Linked DNA regions of Mus musculus: all the other regions are linked to region 1. Evidence: chromatin contacts called from public HiCAR-type data. All regions are on one chromosome and are shown on one strand. Each heading gives the region's core, a stretch centred on a gene start, on an enhancer-like site or on the middle of the called end of the contact. The rest is flanking DNA. Distances are from core to core; before and after follow the strand shown. Region 1 holds the start of Mysm1 (myb-like, SWIRM and MPN domains 1). Region 2 holds the start of Cyp2j13 (cytochrome P450, family 2, subfamily j, polypeptide 13). Region 3 holds the start of Cyp2j9 (cytochrome P450, family 2, subfamily j, polypeptide 9).

Region 1 (3,299 bases), core at 329-2,828:
ATATAGAGAAGGGCAGCTGGGGGAAGGGCAGACTAACTTCAGGGCTAAAGAAAATAGGGTAGGAGGCAGGGTATGCCAGCCATACCCTGCAACAGGCAAGACTGAAGGATGCTTTAAGAACCTGGAGGCCAGTTCCACTGTAATACAGCACCTCAGGTAATCATTTGTCTCTCCTTTGAGACCTAACATACGAGGTTAACATTACAACATGCCACCAGTAGTCTCAAGTGTCAAGAAAATGGTACAAGAAAAAGGGATGAAAAACTAAACACAACCAGGAAAGTTAAAACGAACCCTTGAGAGAGGCACAGAGCCAATGCTTTCAGGTGACGGTCACTGAACACCAGGTGAATTCCTTTATGAACTCCAAACTGCCCTCGCCCACTGAGGTCACCGATTCTCAAACATCACAAGCACTTGCTCAAGTCTGATATATCACACTGGTGTAGAGTTATTGCTATCTCAGGCTATCCACGTAACTTTTGAACTTTTGAGAAAATATTTATGTGAAGTTAACTACCCCTCATTTTCATCACATTTTAAGAACTCACTGGCTATTTTAAAATGCTTCTTATTCTGGTGCCTTATAGAGGAGGACTGGCAGTCTACAGTGGAGCAGCCCTCCTGTCAAATGAACTATATGGGCTGAAAATGGAGCAGTACTAGTAATAGTATGTACTTCAGCAGAATTCTAACGAAGTCGCTGACAAGTTACAAGTAATGTACCTGGCTTCTACAGGAGGTCCTATCTGGCCCCCATTACTTAAAAGGAGGGATACCGCGTCCTCCTAAAGGCACGTGTCAAATCAGGTTCAGTTTAAAATCACACTGCCCGTCCTTGCAGGCACTGGCATGACACCCCTAACTGGGTCTTCACTACATTATCCTAACACAGCAAAGAAAACATCTGCCGAGCATTCTCCATATGCTAAAACATCTCTCAGAATTATTTCATTCGATGCTTACAACAGTAAGATCGACAAGTGATTCTTGGTTTCCAAGCAAGCGGAGCCTTGCTTGGAAATGCCTCAAATGCCTTGATCACGGTCAGAGTGACAGTAAACAGGAAGAGCAAAAGCAAAAGGCAAACATGACTTGTCCAACTCTAAAATCTGGATCCTTTAGGGTAAGCTGCCTTTCCCCCAAGTTTTCAACAACTTGCTCTGAGAAGGAGGAATCAAACGACTGGACCAGGTCGCTAGCGGGCGCAGGACTAAATTAGACGCCAGTGTTCAAGATGCTGTGAGGCGCCTGAGACAGCGCGAATGCAGGTAGGAATCCGAATTAAACACTGTCCATCGCAGCCCAGAAAGTGGAGATAAACAGTGCAACCTGGGGCACCGGGTCCACTCCCGGACCCGGCCGACTTCCGGCTGGGAGCACCCCGGGTCCCGACGCCGTCCACACGGACCCTCGGCCAACCGCATCCTCCGACCCTTGCCTAGCACAGCCCGGCCCGCAGGACCCCGCTCCGCGCCTCACCCCGGCTGTGCAGCCGCCGCAACATCTCCTTCCACATCCACATCCGCCTCCTCCGCCTCCATGACTGCACCTGACGCAGGCGTACTCGCGAGATCCCGCGAGATGCGGCGGGGCGGGACCGGGGGCGGGCCCAGGGCCGGAGGCGGGGCCTTGGCGTGGCGCACTTCCGGGGAACTCCGGCGAGTAAGACCAGGAGACTGCGTGAAAGCTGCTTCCCCAAGGACCGCATGGGTTATCTCACTTCTCTCACGTCTTACGTGGGCTAACTCACAGCAGATCTTTTTCCATTCAGGCGAGAGACCCTGCTTTGTGGCATCCATTGTCTCTGGTTCATTTTCGCACACACACACACGCGCGCGCGCGCCTACCCGCCCCGCCCGCCACCGTGAATTATTAGAATGACCCAGTGGAATGGATGCAGGTTTCACGGATTTTATTTTATGGATAAGTAAATAGACTCAGAAAACTGACGTGATTGTTCAAACAGAGAGCTTGGTAGATTGATCTTTTAAACTCTGCCCTGAGTGTTTGCCATATACATACAAATCATTGCTGGGAATCTGTGAAGCAAAGAACTTAACGGTTTTCCAAGAAATCAGAGTCTTGCTTCTGCATTTTTCTGCCCTCAAATCTGTCTCTCATACAGTTAGAATCCATGACTCATTGTCTTCTCGATCAGACTGTGACTTCTTTAAGGATAAAACCTGTCTGGTAGTCCTTACACTGCCTGCGTTCAGCACAGTGTCTCACGTAGTAGAAGCTGTGTTGGACAGGTAAGTGTATTGGGAACCAGCAAAATAAACCTGATTTGTTGTTGTTTTGTTTTGATTTTTTGAAATAGGGTTTCTCTGTATAGCCCTGGCTGTTCTGGAACTCACTCTGTTGACCAGGCTGGCCTTGAACTCAGAAATCCACCTGCCTCTGCCTCCCAAGTGCTGGGATTAAAGGCATGCGCCACCACGCCCCGCAAAATAAACTTGTTCTTTTTTTTTTTTTTAAGTACTACCATGTCGTTTTCAGGCTTCATTTAATCATAGGGGTAAACTAAATTCAAGGTCCCAGGCCCTGGGGGAGCTTCTGTTGTAAGGAGACAGCTATTTGAGCCCAGCCATCTCAGAGACAACTTAGAAGGAGACAATTGTCTGCGTCCAGTCATCTCAGGGAAAGTTGTAAGGAGACAGCAGTTTGAGTCCAGCCATCTCAAGGACACTCTCCAGCTTGCTGTAGGGTCAAACTAAGTTCTTGTTCCCAGGCCCAGGAACCAGCTCCTATTCTGATTGGTGGAAATTCGCATGCTCAACCCTTTATGGTCAAAATATGATTGGCCGAAGCTACAGCCTACCCTGCTTGCCCTCCCTTACTTTATGGTTTCATCCTTTAAATATGCTATGTAATTCCCCTAAAAAGTCACTCTCCGGACTCTGTTCTATGTTCTCCGGCCTTGGTCGATCAGTAGCAGCTTGAATACAATACATCATTCACTTGATGTATGAGTTATGTTGGATCTATGCGGACCCCATAATAAGTGAACGAAACAATAAAACGAGCTTACTTCACACCTCAGCCTGAGAGTGTGATGGCAGGAGAGGCAGAAGAATTTTGTAAAATGAGGGCCCCGTGCTTTAGGAACTGAATAGTGTGTTTTACTTTTCAGGGCAACCTGGAACCATGGTGTTTATTTGTTTGCGCATTGTCAGAGGACTCATCTAGTAATCAATGCTAACAGCTTGCCTGACAGAGCATAGGCACTTAAAGGTGCCTGTTGGATTTAATCGGGAAATGCAAAATAGAAACACCAGTCTCTAACTCAAGAGCCA
Region 2 (2,848 bases), core at 174-2,673, 1.1 Mb after region 1:
AGTGGCACTCTAATCAACTAAGCTGAGTTATTGGCTTTACGTACACTTCTTAAAGTGGCAGGGCATATCTGTCTTTATCATGATTTATTATTATGTCATCAAACAGAGCTTGGCATATTATACAGTGTTTTCTCTGACCACGATGCAAACACAACATAGAAGAATAAGAAATTTTCTAATTATTTGTAAATTGAACTGCTTATTTCTTTTTTCCCCCATTAATTAATTTATTCATTTTCCACCCCAAACACTGCCTCCTCCGCCTCCCAGTGCATCACTTACTCAGTTTCTTTCCCACGCCCCTCAACCCTTCTCTTCTGAGAAGGTGGAGCCCCCCACTGAGTATCCCAGGATCCTGAGACAAAGTCTCTGGAGGGCCAGACTTCTCTCCAGCTGAGGAGGGAGCCACAAGGCAGCCCAGTGAGAGGAATGGGATCCACAGACAGGCAACAGCTTTAGGGACAGACCCTGTTCCAATTGTTGAGGGACCGAAATGAAGACTGAGCTGCACATCTGCTGCTGCTGCTGCTGCTGCTGCTGCTGTGTGTGTGTGTGTGTGTGTGTGTGTGTGTGTGTGTGTGTGTGGTGTGTGTGTGTGTGTGTGTGTGTGTGTGTGTGTGTGTGTGTGTGTTTGTGTTTGTAAGGGAGGCTAGGCTAAGTACAGTCCTTGTATGCTTTTAGGTTGGTGGTTCAGTCTCCGTGAGCTCTCAAGGGATCATGTTTGTTGAATTTGTTGGTTTTATGTGGAGTTCCCATGCCCTCAATCCTTCCCCTAACTCTTCCAAGAGACCCCCGAACTCCACCTAATGTTTGGTGTGTGCTTCCTTTCAGTCGGCTGCTGGGCAAGGCCTCTCAGAGGACAGTTATGCTAGGCTCCTGTCTGTAAGCATAACATTGTATCATAATGTCAGGGATTGGTGCTTGCCCTTGGAGTGGGTCTTATGTTGTTGGTCCAGTTATTGGGTGGCTGTTCCCTCAGTCTATTTCTTGAAAGGGAATGTTTAGAAGCTAACTCTTTGGCCTGGGGTTAGTGATTGCAAACAGGAGGCACAGGACCCTGCCCACTACCACCTCTGTTTTTGGAAGTTTCAGCTGCTCAAGATTAGATCAGGGCAAATCCAGGCACTCTCTCCCTTTCCTACCTTCTGAACTGCCAGATGCGACTGCGTCAAGTCCATCTGGAACGAGTTGCCCACAAAGGGCAAGCGCGGCGGCCTTGGCGGGTAGTTCTTGGGGCGCCGGCTTTTGAGGTAGTCAGCCAGAAAAAGGAAGGTGACAGCAGCTAGCAGCAGAGTCCGGAGATGGAGAGCTGCCCAGAAGGCAGCTGCCAGGGAGTCCGCGGCTTCGAGCATGGCTGGCACTTGAGCGCTTGAGCACTTGAGCAGACTTTCCAGGGGAATTAGCGTTTGAGCTGAGGCTCAGGGATTTTACCTTTGCAGGGCTCTCAGCTAAATCTATTCCACTCCACCCCGCCCCCCGCCCCCAGCCACGCCCTTCCATTTTCTCTTAAGGCCCTGAGACCTAGAGGCAGTAACATCCCACCCCTCCCTCTCTTAGCCTCTTAGGTCTTAGCCACTCTTTCCTGTTAGCACAGGACCCTACCTCTAATTAGACAGCCCAGTGCTCTCTGCCCTGTCCCTTCACACTTTTCCCAGTCCCTTGGCATGCCTCCACTTCTGACAATGCCCCCTCACAGCACCCCTCGCCCCCTCCCCCCTCCTTCTGCCCCCCCCCCTCGGTCATTTCCCTCTCCTAGAGAGCTGGCCCACAGAAACTAAGTGGAGGTATTTGCATGATCTCTTCCTGGCTGTTGGACTTTGCCTATGATTAGAATCATCCAGAAGGAACACTTGGAGACACCAATAACCCATAGTCCCTTAAAATAAATAGTCCTGGAACAAAGGCAGGATGAAAAGACAACTTGATAGCCTTAAAGAAAGACCAGTGTGCCTGTTACCTGTTGTGGAGGGTTAGTCCACTGGAAAATGTGTGTTAAAACAACAACAAAAAAACAAACAAAAGTCCCCAAACCAAAATACTTGGAAACTTGGGGATTTCTAAAATACCATTTTACTAGGTTTTAAAAACTTTAATCTACCCATGTTTATAGTATGCATTTATCAAGCTATTTAATGAATAACCCAAACACTCACATTTATAAGTATGCACTTATGCACATACTTTAATTGGATATACCACCTAATTACATATGATTTTGTATCCAGTGCAAATAAATAAAAAATTGAAGTGGTCATAGGTTCTGTTACTTACTTTTTTTCTGTGGACAGAAAAAGAACATGTAGAAATAATTACCATAGACAGACAAGACAAAATTATGTGCAGTCTAGTTGTGGCCAGTATAATAAACATGTAGAAATCTTATCTATCCTTATCTCTTTATGCTATGAGCTGAGCAAAGTATTCAAAGGTTGAGTTTATTATGTAGACTTAAGGCAACATCCTTTTCTATTTTTAGAGTTAACTATCTGTGAATGAACTATCACTACAGACAAATCTACCACTCTCAATAGTACTTTAAAAAAATTATTCTTTCAGTTGTAGTGAAACCCCATTTCTCATGCATGCTTTTGTATCTAAATGAAAGAAGGGGAAAGAAATAGATACATATGCTCATGCCAGCTAGCAGCTTCCTGCCTCATACCAATCTCACCTCTCTCCTACCCTGGACGACATAATGATGATCTTACCATAATTACTTGGCTTCTGGTCATCACCAATCTTACATAGCTCTGTTTTGCTCTAGACATTCCTAGTGTCCCCTAGATCAGAAAGTATTCCATCCACTATTAATCTGAGGAAATTATGCTAAGTTTCTATCATGCAAAGA
Region 3 (3,261 bases), core at 340-2,839, 1.6 Mb after region 1:
ACATGAAATGTCAAAAAAAAAAAAACCGAAAAACCCAAAACAAACAACAACAACAACAAAAACAAAACAAACCAAAACAACAATGAATCTATGGGAGAGGAGTAAGGAGCAAAGACAAGAGGCTTTTCCGCCTTTAAGTTCCAGCTGCACAGGACACTGAAGAGCAGGTTAGTGTCTGGTGTAGTTCTTAGTGTGTGTGGAGGAAACACCTTAGGCAGCTGGGCCATAGAGAGAGGATAGGGTCCTCTAGTTTTGTAGTTGTTTTGCTTCCCCTGAAAAAATAGTGTTAACAAAGTCAGTCGAATGTGAGCAATGAATAACAAACACTGAGCAGCTGCTGGGAGGATGATACAAGGATATCCAGGAGATATAAGAAAAGAGCAAAGAGGAATAGAGAGGCAAGTATTTGGAAAGTGTCTAAAAAACACACAGAGAACTCAGAATTTAAAAAAAAAATGGGTGGGAGAACAGAAGGAAAAATATGGGTTTAAATCCTCAAATTAGCAATAAATAATCAGACATAGCCAATCTTCACAAATACTGGAAAGTGACAGGGATGGTCACACATGGCAGAGTATTCACTATCTAAACAGAGAAAATTACTGTAGATAAGAAATATCACGTGGGAAGAGGGTCATAGAGCAGAAAGACCTTCCAGTCCTATACAGGTACTATGTACTCATAACCATTTTTCCAGGACAAGCGGGAGAGCTACAACAACTCAGTGGGAAAACAGGCAGACTTTTAGTGGAGCTGGAAACTTCAGTGCATCTTTCTCTGGATTAGATAAAGTCAGTAGGTGAGCAGTCATCAAAGATGCAAAAGGACCAAACTAGGCTCAATAAGACAAATCAGAGAACTGATATGTACACAGGTCAAGAGGAGAACACACTTTCAAAACAAAACAAAACAAAACTGGATAGGTAGTGTAACCAACATCTGGGACATCCTATTTCTTACTCCAACATAACGTGTTTATGAGGATAAATTATTACGTCATCAAATCTACCTTGACATACTTAAAAGACTTTAAAATCAGAGACAGTAAGTTTTCTGGCCATAAAATCACTCTGGGAATCTTTCATCGACAGATATCAAGAAAATCTACAACTGTTTGTAACCTGTAAGACCTTATCTCTGGGTTAGTGGGCTGTCAGCAACAGCCTTCGGCTACATCCTCGAGTTCCTGATGGCAATATACAGTTTCAGGATGCAGCCAGGCAGTGTTGCCTCTTCCTACCTGCTGAAGGGATAGGTGGGGCTGCTTGGGGTCCAAATGGAACAAGCAACCCACGAAAGGAAGGCGCATTGGCCCTGGCGGGTAGTTCTTGGGGCGACGGTTTTTGAGGAAATCAGCCAGGAACAGAAAGGTGACAGCAGACAGCAGCAAAATCCGGAGATGGAGCGCAGCCCAAATGGCAGCCACTAGGGAGCCGGCTGCCGCAAGCATGGCTGATATCAGAGCAGGCTCTTGGAGGAATGAGAATCTGAACTGAGGCAGTTCCCCAAGGACACTGCCTGTAGTTCCCAGAATGAACCAGGCCTGTGGTTTAAACCCCCAAATCGCTACAGGGCCCCTCCAATCTGTCGCCTGCAGACTCCTCCTCCCTGCTCTATTCACTTCAGCAACTTTGGCCCGCCTTGTTTATCTGCTTCCCTAAGTCTTAACAGAGCTTTGTCTCCAGAGCTCTTTCACTTTTACCCAGTCTTCCTAAGGACCCAAACATCCCCTTGGCCCCGCCTCAAGACTCTCCGTCACGCCCCTCTCCAAGTTCCAAGTCTTAGCCTTTGGAGACTATTCCTTTGGGGGTGGGGAAGCCACTTGAGCATGTATGGACTAGCTAAGAACCTTGCTCATAAACAAAGTATTTCTCTGGTTCTAGGCTTGTGATTTGCATGCAACCCAGAGAGTATCATGTGCATCTGATCTCCCGTTTTATAAACAACCTTTCACCACTGATTGCAATTTTCTGAAACAGGAACAGTATCAGCCCATGTTTCTGGGCTGCACGCCAGGGAGCGCTCTGGCCTCTTTATAAGAGCTCACCAGCTTTGAGTGCTATTCACAGTGAATTAAGTGAATCCACAGATTCTTCACAGAAAGAACACCCTGGTCTTGATTCTCCCCTACCCCCTTTTGTAGTGTTAGAGAACTGAACACCGCAGCCCTTGACCATGCTAAGAAGCCTTTCCATCATCACTTTGCACTCTCCCTCCCTCCCTATTAACTTTTAGGGTTAGTATATAATTTAGTGAATTTGATTAACGGGCACTTTCATGTCCATGTTTTTTCACAAATATTTATGCATATATTTGGCACTTTCCACTCATTCCCTACACTACTGTTGTAGGTCCTGCTCTTCCCCAGATTATCCCCTTCTGCATTTTGGCAGTGTACCTTCCTAAAGATTTGCTCCTTTCCTTCCATGGTTCCATTTCTAGTCCCAGACCCTGACCCCATTTACTCAAACACAGTTTAATCTAGGCTAGTACCGCAGAAAACAAGCTGTCTTCGCCTTTCTGCATCTGGTTTGTTTCATTTTCCATAAAGATCTCCAGCTTGTTCTCTCTCGGCTCTTCCATGAGAATCTCCAAGCACATTTGGTCTCCAGCATGGAACTTTCCACCCTGTGCCACATATAGGAGACCCTTAAGCCACATATCAGGCTAGACATGCATAGGCACTAAACATATAGATATACAGTCTGCTTACAAACTTTTTATTGATTAAAAAAGATAAATTGAAGTTTCTAACTCTCCAAGATCTTAAGAGGGAGACAGAGGAATAAGAAGAGAAACTTAACAAAGCTTAGCTTGTTTGTATTCTTTCAATCCTCTTTTGATTTTTTTCTTTTGTTGAAAACAGATTATTTTCTCATACACTATGCCCAGATGATAATTTCTCCTTCCTCTCTTCTTCTCAGTTTCTCCCAACAGGCCCTTCCCTGTGAATCTACTCTTTGTCTCTCAGGAAAGAACAGGTTTCTAAGAGATAACAAAACAAGACAAAACCTACGGTATCAAAGTTGAACACTGCAACCCAACAGTAGGAAAAGAGTCCCCAAAGCAGACACAAGAGCCAGAGACCCACTCATTCTTTCACTCAAGAGTCCCATAAAAAATACAAAGCTAATAGCTGAAATCCATGTCCAGAGGCCCTAACCCAGACCCATGGAAGCCCCGGGCTTGCTGCTGCAGAATCTCTGCTCGCTCTTAGGTACTTATCTTAGGGGATTCAGAGAGGTCCTTGCTCTCCTGGTG

Evidence for each region. HiCAR-type assays count read pairs that join an accessible place to other places.
Region 2: a contact with region 1 is called in a HiCAR-type map of astrocytes, with 5 times the contacts expected there. The contact joins the promoter of Cyp2j13 here to the promoter of Mysm1 in region 1. A contact is called at or near these places in 1 of 39 promoter capture datasets (hippocampal neurons), 2 of 115 datasets of contacts at active chromatin or transcription factors (astrocytes and bone marrow-derived dendritic cells) and 1 of 9 other capture datasets (pancreatic islet).
Region 3: a contact with region 1 is called in a HiCAR-type map of astrocytes, with 2.9 times the contacts expected there. The contact joins the promoter of Cyp2j9 here to the promoter of Mysm1 in region 1. A contact is called at or near these places in 3 of 39 promoter capture datasets (3T3-L1-derived adipocytes, cranial neural crest and hippocampal neurons) and 1 of 115 datasets of contacts at active chromatin or transcription factors (astrocytes).

The regions. Positions count from the first base shown.
Region 1 is chr4:94,977,522-94,980,820 of GRCm38.p6, forward strand. It overlaps Mysm1 (myb-like, SWIRM and MPN domains 1), which reads right to left and starts at 1,579. Exons shown (of 20, transcript NM_177239.3): 1 at 1,483-1,579. The coding sequence starts at 1,544. It overlaps Gm12694 (a long non-coding RNA gene), which reads left to right and starts at 1,600. Exons shown (of 3, transcript XR_867913.3): 1 at 1,600-2,255; 2 at 3,137-3,299.
Region 2 is chr4:96,076,117-96,078,964 of GRCm38.p6, forward strand. It overlaps Cyp2j13 (cytochrome P450, family 2, subfamily j, polypeptide 13), which reads right to left and starts at 1,424. Exons shown (of 9, transcript NM_145548.4): 1 at 1,143-1,424. The coding sequence starts at 1,352.
Region 3 is chr4:96,589,896-96,593,156 of GRCm38.p6, forward strand. It overlaps Cyp2j9 (cytochrome P450, family 2, subfamily j, polypeptide 9), which reads right to left and starts at 1,590. Exons shown (of 9, transcript NM_028979.2): 1 at 1,241-1,590. The coding sequence starts at 1,450.